Linked DNA regions of Mus musculus: all the other regions are linked to region 2. Evidence: chromatin contacts called from public targeted proximity ligation data. All regions are on one chromosome and are shown on one strand. The core of a region is the stretch at or near the end of the contact, and the rest is flanking DNA. Distances in the headings are between cores, read along the strand shown.

Evidence for each region.
Region 1: a contact with region 2 is called in a targeted proximity ligation map of neural progenitor cells, with 4 times the contacts expected there. A contact is called at or near these places in 3 of 484 Hi-C or Micro-C datasets (cardiomyocytes, nephron progenitors and uterus), 9 of 130 datasets of targeted methods (astrocytes, craniofacial prominence, embryonic forebrain and 5 more) and 2 of 9 other capture datasets (adipose tissue and embryonic stem cells).
Region 3: a contact with region 2 is called in a targeted proximity ligation map of neural progenitor cells, with 4 times the contacts expected there. A contact is called at or near these places in 10 of 484 Hi-C or Micro-C datasets (cumulus cells, embryonic stem cells, liver and 5 more), 12 of 130 datasets of targeted methods (astrocytes, embryonic stem cells, heart atrium and 3 more) and 1 of 9 other capture datasets (embryonic stem cells).

The regions. Positions count from the first base shown.
Region 1 is chr19:38,727,539-38,730,403 of GRCm38.p6, reverse strand. It overlaps Plce1 (phospholipase C, epsilon 1), which reads right to left. Exons shown (of 32, transcript NM_019588.2): 14 at 1,660-1,721; 15 at 1,412-1,577. Among named protein-coding and RNA genes, the nearest start is that of Noc3l, 90 kb to the left of the region's middle.
Region 2 is chr19:38,486,770-38,489,612 of GRCm38.p6, reverse strand. It overlaps a transcript of Plce1 not described here. Among named protein-coding and RNA genes, the nearest start is that of Gm46666, 30 kb to the right of the region's middle.
Region 3 is chr19:38,638,605-38,641,451 of GRCm38.p6, reverse strand. The region is part of intron 2 of Plce1 (phospholipase C, epsilon 1); the gene reads right to left. Among named protein-coding and RNA genes, the nearest start is that of Plce1, 120 kb to the right of the region's middle.

The DNA.
Region 1 (2,865 bases), core at 19-2,518, 240 kb before region 2:
TCCTTGTGAAAATAAATGTCCAGTATGCAAAGTGCATAAAAGATGGGTCAGTGGTCCCGTAGCAGAACTGGGTAAAGCCCCTTCTTGGCAGTGGCTTACTCATTTCAGCACAAGCAGCTGAAGGCCCTTGGCAGAGTCCTAGTTTGAAAATCATTACTCTGAAGACACATTTTCATTTCCTAATAAAAATTCCTCAGAATTCAGAGATTAAAAAAAAATTTTGTTTGTTTGTTTAGAGACAGGGTTTCTCTGTGTAACAGAGCCCTGGATGTTGTGGAACTCACTCTAGAGCAGGCTGGTTTCGAACTCAGGAAGATATGTGTGTACCTCTGCCTCCTGAGTGCTGGGATTAGAGAGAGGCATGTGCCACCATGCCCATTCTGGGCTAAACAAACTTTGGGGGAAAACTGTGTCATGGTCTACCACCAGTACTGGACCAATCTGGAGAACAAAGGGATTTCACGGCTGGGGGTGTATGGTTGTGATAGAATTTGTTTCCTAGCTTGTACTCCCTCAGAAGCATAAAACCACACACTTGCATTCCCTGGACCAGAGAGAGAGAGAGAGAGAGAGAGAGAGAGAGAGGGAGAGAGAGAGAGAGAGAGAGAGAGAGAGAGAGAGAGAGAGGAGAGAGAGGATAGAGAGAAGAGAGAGAGAGAGAGAGAGAGAGAGAGAGAGAGGAGAGAGAGGAGAGAGAGGGGAGAGATAGAGAGAGAGGAGAGAGAGAGAGAGGAGAGGAGAGAGAGAGAGGAGAGAAGAGAGGGAGAGAGAGAGGAGAGAAGAGAGGGAGAGAGAGAGAGAGGAGAGAGAGAGAGAGAAAGAGAGAGAGAGACATGAGAGCTGGCTGGTGGTTGGGTCAAAGGATGTGCTTTTCCCAGTCCAGAGAGCCCACTGCACTGTTTCCCAGAACGTTCCCATGGATTTCAGCCTGGAGGAAAGTGCCTCCAGCCCATGCAGCTTTATCTTTAGTTGGTTGCCATAGGGATGGATGGCTTGTCTAACGAATGGCAAAGCAAAACAAAACAAACAACTTTGGGGGATTAGCTCTGCAAGAAAGCCGCATTTCCTACTATGCTTTCCCACCACAATATATATTGATTTATTCAGCATTTAGTGAGATGATTGGATAGCTTTCCCAGGGGAAATCTTAATTTTAGTAGGGGTAGATCCGACTGAGATCTAAAAGCTGAGTCTCAAACAAACACTTTCTTTTTTTTCTTTGCCTACAATGCAGGGTAAGTATAGATTGAGGGGAAAGCAAACAAACAAGGAGGCAGAAAGAAGCAAAGAAAACACCACTGTGTGTAGCCTGTTTTCCCACACTTGATGGCTCTGTATAGTTCAAGCCATACTTTACAGGAGTCTGGGGGGTTCAGTGATGAAAGTCACACCGCAGCGACACTCTCTGTACCTGGCTATAGAGCTCCACAGAGGACTCCCCCTTGAGCTGATGGCCGGTGAGGTAGGTGTTGTGTGAAGATTCTATATAATAGTAGGAGAGGGGTAGCTGCAGTTCTTTCTTGTTCTCCCGTGACTCATCATTTTTTGAGGCGAAATTGTCTTTATCCATCAGAAACCTAAACGAAACACATGTTCTTAAGGCTGCGTCAGAGCAACGTGTACTCTTGAGTGATGCGATAAAAGGGTCTGAGGAGTTACCTTGCAAACCCTTCAAATGACAGTAGGCCTTGATGACACATGCTGACGCTAGGCTCAAATTTCTGCAAGGGAATTTTTAAAAAGAGATGTTTTTTAGGCAAAGGAAACTAAGAAGGAGAAAATAGCACCACACAATTAAAAATAAAACTGTTCTGTTTTCATTAGGAGATGTCTCAACCAAATATTTGAAGAGATGTCTCAACCAAATATTTGAAGTACTTTAGTTATGTACTGGTAAGATGTAGGTTTTTAGTCCAAAAGAAAATATTTATTACATATGAGCTTATTATACCAAGCATATTTATTTAAGAGAAAAAAAAGGTAGTGAGAGAAAAGAATAAGGCTGATTTATATGAAAACACAGTGCGTGTATTAGTTGAGGAGACGGTGAGAGTAATAAAGGCAACTCCCGTCCAGCAGTGGGAGGTGGGGTGCAGTGATTCAATGATTCGCTTGGAGCAGCCTCACGAAACATACGCTCAGTGGAGTCACAGTGAACCCTCAGTTTTAGCATCAATATGGGTTAAATCCAAGGGTCACACAGCTACTCCACAGATTCCACGGATTCCAGATCAGGAGATTAAGTTAATTCTGCTGCCTGTGACGCTGCCACAGTGAAGTTTCACTCTCTGTAGCTGTCACCCCTCGCCTGGGCTCCTGGGACAGTTTCCACCCATCTCCATCTTTTGTCAGGACAGTTCCTTGCCACATGGGCTCACGCAGACCTTCTGAAGCATAGATCACGCACCCTCCTGCTTAAAACTTCTTAAAGCTTCTCGTTTCACAAGGACAGATGTCAACCCCTGTCCGTCCTGCGGTCTCAAAGTCCTAGATGAGCTAGTCCTTGGACTTCTGCCTGAAGTTGCATCTGCCTGTCCTGCCTGGCTCTGATCATCATGGTAGCTTTTGATGCTCCTCATAAATCCCCAGCTCACTCTTGCCCCAGGGTATGAGTGAGCTGCTCATGTTTCTCTGAGGATTCTCTTCTCTCAGAACCTCCAATGATTTACTCACTCAGAGCTTTGCCCAAATGCCCCTCTCCAGCTCAGCCTTCCTGTTATCACCCTTTCCTGACCGGGCTCACTCTTGAAATTGTGTATATTTGTTTAGTGTTTGCCTCACACACCAGAAAGTAAGCTGTGTAGAAGAATGAGACTTTATCCAATACTATATTCTCTGCTCTTGGAACATGGATTGCAGAGTAAG
Region 2 (2,843 bases), core at 38-2,537:
GGAAGGAAGGAGAGAGGAAGAAAAAGATAGAAGAGGAGAACAAAACCAGAAATGTGGCATGTGCATATAATCCCAGATCTGGGGAGATAGAGATGAGCAGATCCCTGGAGCTGGCTGGTCAGCTTCAGTGAACTCCAGGTTTAGGAGAAGATCCCATCTCAAAAATAAGGAAGATAGCCTGGCAACTGTGGCGCACACCTTTAATCCCCACACTTAGGCAGAGGCAGGTGGATTTCTGAGTTGGCGGCCAGCCTGGTCTACAGAGTGGATTCCAGGACAGCCAGGGCTACACAGAGAAACCCTGTCTCGGAAAAACACAAAAAGAAAGAAAGAAAGAGAGAGAGAGAGAGAGAGAGAGAGAGAGAGAGAGGGAGAGAGGGAGGGAGGGAGGGAGGGAGGGAGGGAAGGAAGGAAGGAAGGAAGGAAGGAAGGAAGGAAGGAAGGAAGGAAGGAAGGAAGGAAGGAAGGAAGGAAGGAAGCTAGAGACTGAAGAGGGCACCTGGCATCGACCTGTAGCCTCAAACTCACAGGCGTGCATGTGCGTACATGGCATGCCCCCATGCTCCAGAGACGCACAAAGACAATACATCAAATTGTATTTGTATTAAAGATTGTTTTTCCTCTTAAACAGGTGAGATGAGATACTTTAAGGCATGATTGCTGAGATGGTGACCGTCCTTTAGAAACACGCAGCACGGCTGGAAATAAGCACACTCCCTCATCCCCTGTAACTAACTTGATCTGGGTTTGCCTGTCTGGGATATGAACAGGCTTCACCTGTCGCTAGCCATCCTATGGACTCGACACTGGAGAATTCCCAGCCATTCTCAGTTAGCTCTGGGCAGTCAGAAAACATAGATCCAAGAGACGTCACTGGCCAACACACAAGGGTGCCACACTGCTGCTGCTGCGTGATCCTCCAGAAATGCATCACTGGAAAGCTCCTGGCACAGATGCAGCATTCCATGCAGATTCTAGAAGTTCTTGTCTTCTTTGCACTGACTCAAACACCAGCCCCTGTCTATCATGGTACTAGGAATCTAACCCAGGGCCTCATGCATGCTAGGCAAAACACCCTGTCCCTAAGCTGTCTCCTCAGCCCTGAGATTCAAAACATAATGGAGCATACTTCTGTCCCAAGCACTTCTAGTTTTACTAATCTCTACCGCTATGAATTTTAAAATCATGCCCAAGCCACAACTGAAAGAAAAACCTCAAACCCTGTAAGCCAGGCAGAGTCCAGAACCAACCAGCTTGCTGAGCAGCGAACAAAGAACTCAGGCTCTGCCCTGACCTCTGAATTCATTCTGCCTTTGTGGGTGAAAAAGTGGAGACAAAAATCTCATGCCAAGAGTCTTTAACTTCCGTGAATATTATCCACCTCCCAGAGATTGACAAAAGAGGCTGGCGGGAACCCTGCAGTTCTTCCCAGCAAGGGTTTCCCTGGTGAAAAGATGATCAACAACGAAGTCTGATCTTGTTTTGCAGAATAGCTAATGAATGGGCACTTTCTTTAGAAAGATAGCTTTTGAAGCAACTCCGGTGTTATTCAAATTAAAGCTCGTTACATGATATTTTAATCCCAGACGTGTATAGCATGCTCTGGGTCACATGTGTTTTCCCCAGATGATTTTCTTTCCACTCCCTGGATTTTCCATACTCAGTAATATTATATAGTTTAAACTTACAATGAAGTCATCAAAACAGAGTCTCTCCTTGCTTCTGCCTCTTTTGATTCTGAATAAAGAACCCACACTGTTTAAATACTACAATGTAGCTAGTTGCTCCTACCAAGAAATACAAATACACAATTGCCAGCTGACTTCTGGGTGAGGGTGTACCCACAGACCCCCTTTAAAAGAGACCTTTCACAGTTACTGTGAGCGGTGGGTGGTGGAGGCTGTGGCCAGAGCACTCTCGCCACCAAGCAGAGAGATACAACAGGTCTCAGGCACACTGATAATGAACCTGGCTGACATGAACTGGCCAGTCCTATCTATTAGCCCTATGAAGATTGGCGACACTGCTTTTTTTCCCCAGGTGCTTGGCTCTCACCCTTGTGCTCCCGACCTCACTGAAGGGATACCACCATCTGGGTTGGGGGGTGGGGAGGACATTTGTAAACCTTTGCACCTTAAAGCTAGAGGGCAGAGTTTATATTATATTCCAAATTTGGAGCAGAAGCTGGGGGAGGGGGGAGCTGAAATCATCGTTGTATACTACATACCCCAGGCCCGCCAACTGGCTGGCTGGTGGGGTTCTAAGAAAGGTCTGTAACCTCTGCAAGGGGCAGCCACTGTACTTCTGGGCAGAAGACCTTGAGACCTCAGAGACCTCAGCTACCTTCACTGCAATGAAGAGAAGTTACATTCTTTTCCTGCTATACTGCTGGGTCTACAAAAGCCCAATGCTAGCTAATATGTGTTGAATTCTTACTTTATAGTAGGTGGTGTTCTCAATACTTTGTGTGAATTATCCCATTCGATTTCACAACCTGTTACATAAGTAACACTACTACCCTCCACTGTGTACACTGGGGAGTTTCAGCCACATATTTTGAAGGAGGCCACACCAGTTATTAGCAGTGGAGCCAGGATATAAACAGTCTAAGCAACTTGCCTCTAGAACCCAAACGTATAAAATGGGGATGAGGAAAAATCAAGAATTATATATTTTTTTCACATCTAAATCTGAGGATCAAAGATCAAACATAGCGTATCTTAGGATGAAATCTCTCTCTCTCTCTCTCTCTCTCTCTCTCTCTCTCTCTCTCTCTCTCTCTCACACACACACACACACACACACACACACACACACACAAATTCCTCCCTTCATATAAAATA
Region 3 (2,847 bases), core at 287-2,786, 150 kb before region 2:
TAATGAGAAAAATGCATAAGGACCTAGAGACATTATTGCTTTCCCCCAGAAGGCTGAAAGAATGGCGCTGATAACATAGCTCTTGCTGACATTTGAAAGCCTCCCACTCAGCTAAGCACTACGCTTCTTATTTGCAAAAATTAAGGCATCTTAATCTTACCAAGGGAGGGTAACATTCCATCTTATAGCTGAGCAAAGTCAGAGAGCACCAGCTAATTGTCCAAATAGCCATAGGTAGTGAGAAGAACCTGAAATCTAAGCTAGATGTTGGTGGCTCCAAAGTCCGTGCTCTTAACCATTTCTCAGGATTTGGGCACCAGAATTTAACTTATCTGCAAACTCAAGATTATTCATTCCTCCTTCTGAACAGAAATGGTAACAAAGCAACTAGAAGGCATACTATGTGAATTCAACCTAGATAATATAAATGTGCTAGTCATGGGCAGAGACTATTTTATATTTAAATTATGCAGCCAGTGTGTTCATGATTATGCTTGATGATTTAAGCAAAGGCTTTTTACTGACAAAGCTAAATTCCACTTAAATAGAAAAAGAACGGCTATTAAGAAAAAGCGAAAAAAAAAGTGGCCGATGATATATTTGGGAACCTCAAGCTGGACGCACTCAGATCATCATATGGTTGTTGCATGGAGGAAGCTTGGGGCTCTACAGCTTCATGCTTAACATCATGTGCTTTGCTTGAGTTCTAGGTCAGACCACTATATTACTGTGGCTTCTTACTTACTCCATGGCCATAATACGAAATTCTGGGCCACCTTGCTGCTCCTCAGCCTGAGTTTGTAGTCCTTAGTCCTTCCTTTATCACAGTCTTTTCCTAAGAGGGCTCACCATAAGTTGTAACCATCACAGCTAAACAAATGGCTTACAAATATACAACTCTGATTTTGAACTTCTTACTGTGACCAAATCTGGACATTCCAGCCTCTCAGAGTTAAGGCAATCAAATTCCATCTAGATTTCATTTACAAAATAAATCCAACAGCTTCATTTTCTCAGACTCCAAGGCCCAGACGCATTTCTTATTTCTTCTTCTAGGTCCTGGGCCATGTTTGTGATTATCCATTAACCTCTAGTCTCAAGGGCTGGTCCTTTCTCTTCGGCGGCCTCAGCTTTCCCCTAACTTCCACCTGCATGAGTTTATATCAGCTGCTGATTGTTCTATGCTACAAAAGAATAAGGGAAATATTATAAATTCACTAGATCAAAGTGTAGTGGCTCAGAAAGGCCATTTGGTCCTGTGAGATGATGTCCCTGATGGCAACGCCAGGCAGGAGGAGGCTGGAGACCAGCCCAGTGGACTGTGTAAAGAAAACAACACCATTTATACAAGTCTGGGAGAGGCCTCACACTTCCTTCCTGGGGTCAGTTTTTTTCTGATTTGGTATAAAACAGCCATCGGACCTGAAAAGACAGCTGTTGGCTTTGTTCTTTGGGGCTCAAGCAGAACACACAAGAACAGTGTTGGCTCCTCCAGCTGGATGTGGACAGTCCGGGTTGCCAGCATCTGGTGTCTGTGAGTCCCTGCTGGCCAGCAGCCACTGCTCACTGTGCAAGCCAGGGCTGAAAGCCCAAGAGTCCTGGCACCTCTGATTGCTACAGATGCCTCCATCTACTGGAATCCTCCTAAGGTTCCATGTCAAGTAAAGAGTGCTCATGGGTATAGACTCTAAGACAGGATGGACCCAAGTTCAAATCCTGTTTGTCCACTTCCGAGTTCTTTAGCCCTATCATCAAGCTCTTTGGGTAGAGATGTTTATCTGGAAACTTCTTGTGGCTCCTCGCTTAGAGTGCAAAATATCACCAGGAGAATGGTACATGTCAACATTCTTGAGCTCTTCACATCTACCGATGTATCTTGTGTGTGTGTATGTAGGGTGGAATACACACTGCCCAAGGGTTCAAAGACCTGGAGACCTCCATGGGTTCAATGGAAAGGTTCTGGAAGGGTCATGACAGTTATGACAGTTATATCAGGGATTCTTCTCAGCCAGCTTAGACTTTCCACGGCTGTCATAGTTAGAGTTTTACTGCTGTGAACAGACACCACGACCAAGGCAATCCTTATAAGAACAGCATTTAATTGGGGCTGGCTTACAGGTTCAAAGTTCAGTCCAGTATCATCAAGGCGGGAACATGGCAGCATTCCAGTAGGCATGGTGCAGGAGGAGTGGAGAGGTCTACATCTTCACCTGAAGGCTGCTAGCCTTTAAGAGAAGATTGGCTTCCAGGTAGCTAGGATGAGGTCTTAAAGCACACCCACCCACAGTGACACACCTACTCCAACAGGGGCACACCTACTCCAACAAGGCCACACCTCCAAATAGTGCCACTCCCTGGGCCAAGCATATGCAAACCATGACATTCCACTCCCTGGCCCCCATAGGCTTGTTCAAACATATGAGTCTATGGGAACCATACCTAAACATAACATAATTAAAAATACATTTTGTTCAACTTTAAAAGTCCCCATAGTCTATAGCAGTCTCAACAATGTTAAAAGTCCAAAGGTCAAAGTCTCTTCTGAGATTCATTCAATCACTTAACCGTAATCCTCAAAGCAAGACAGGAAACCAGCTGGTCAAACTCCAAACTCTGCATCCCAATGTCTAATGTCAAAGTGGTTTTCAGATCTCCAACTCCTTTGTCATCTTTGTTGATGCAACAAACTTCTTTCCCCTGGGCTGGTTCCACTGCCTGTTAGCAGCTTTCCTCAGCAGATAGTCCATGGCTCTGGCATCTTGAACATCGTGGTGTCTCCAAGGCAATTTCAGTGTTACAGCTTCTTGTTTCAATGTCTGGGATGCACAAATGATCTGGGCTCCTCCA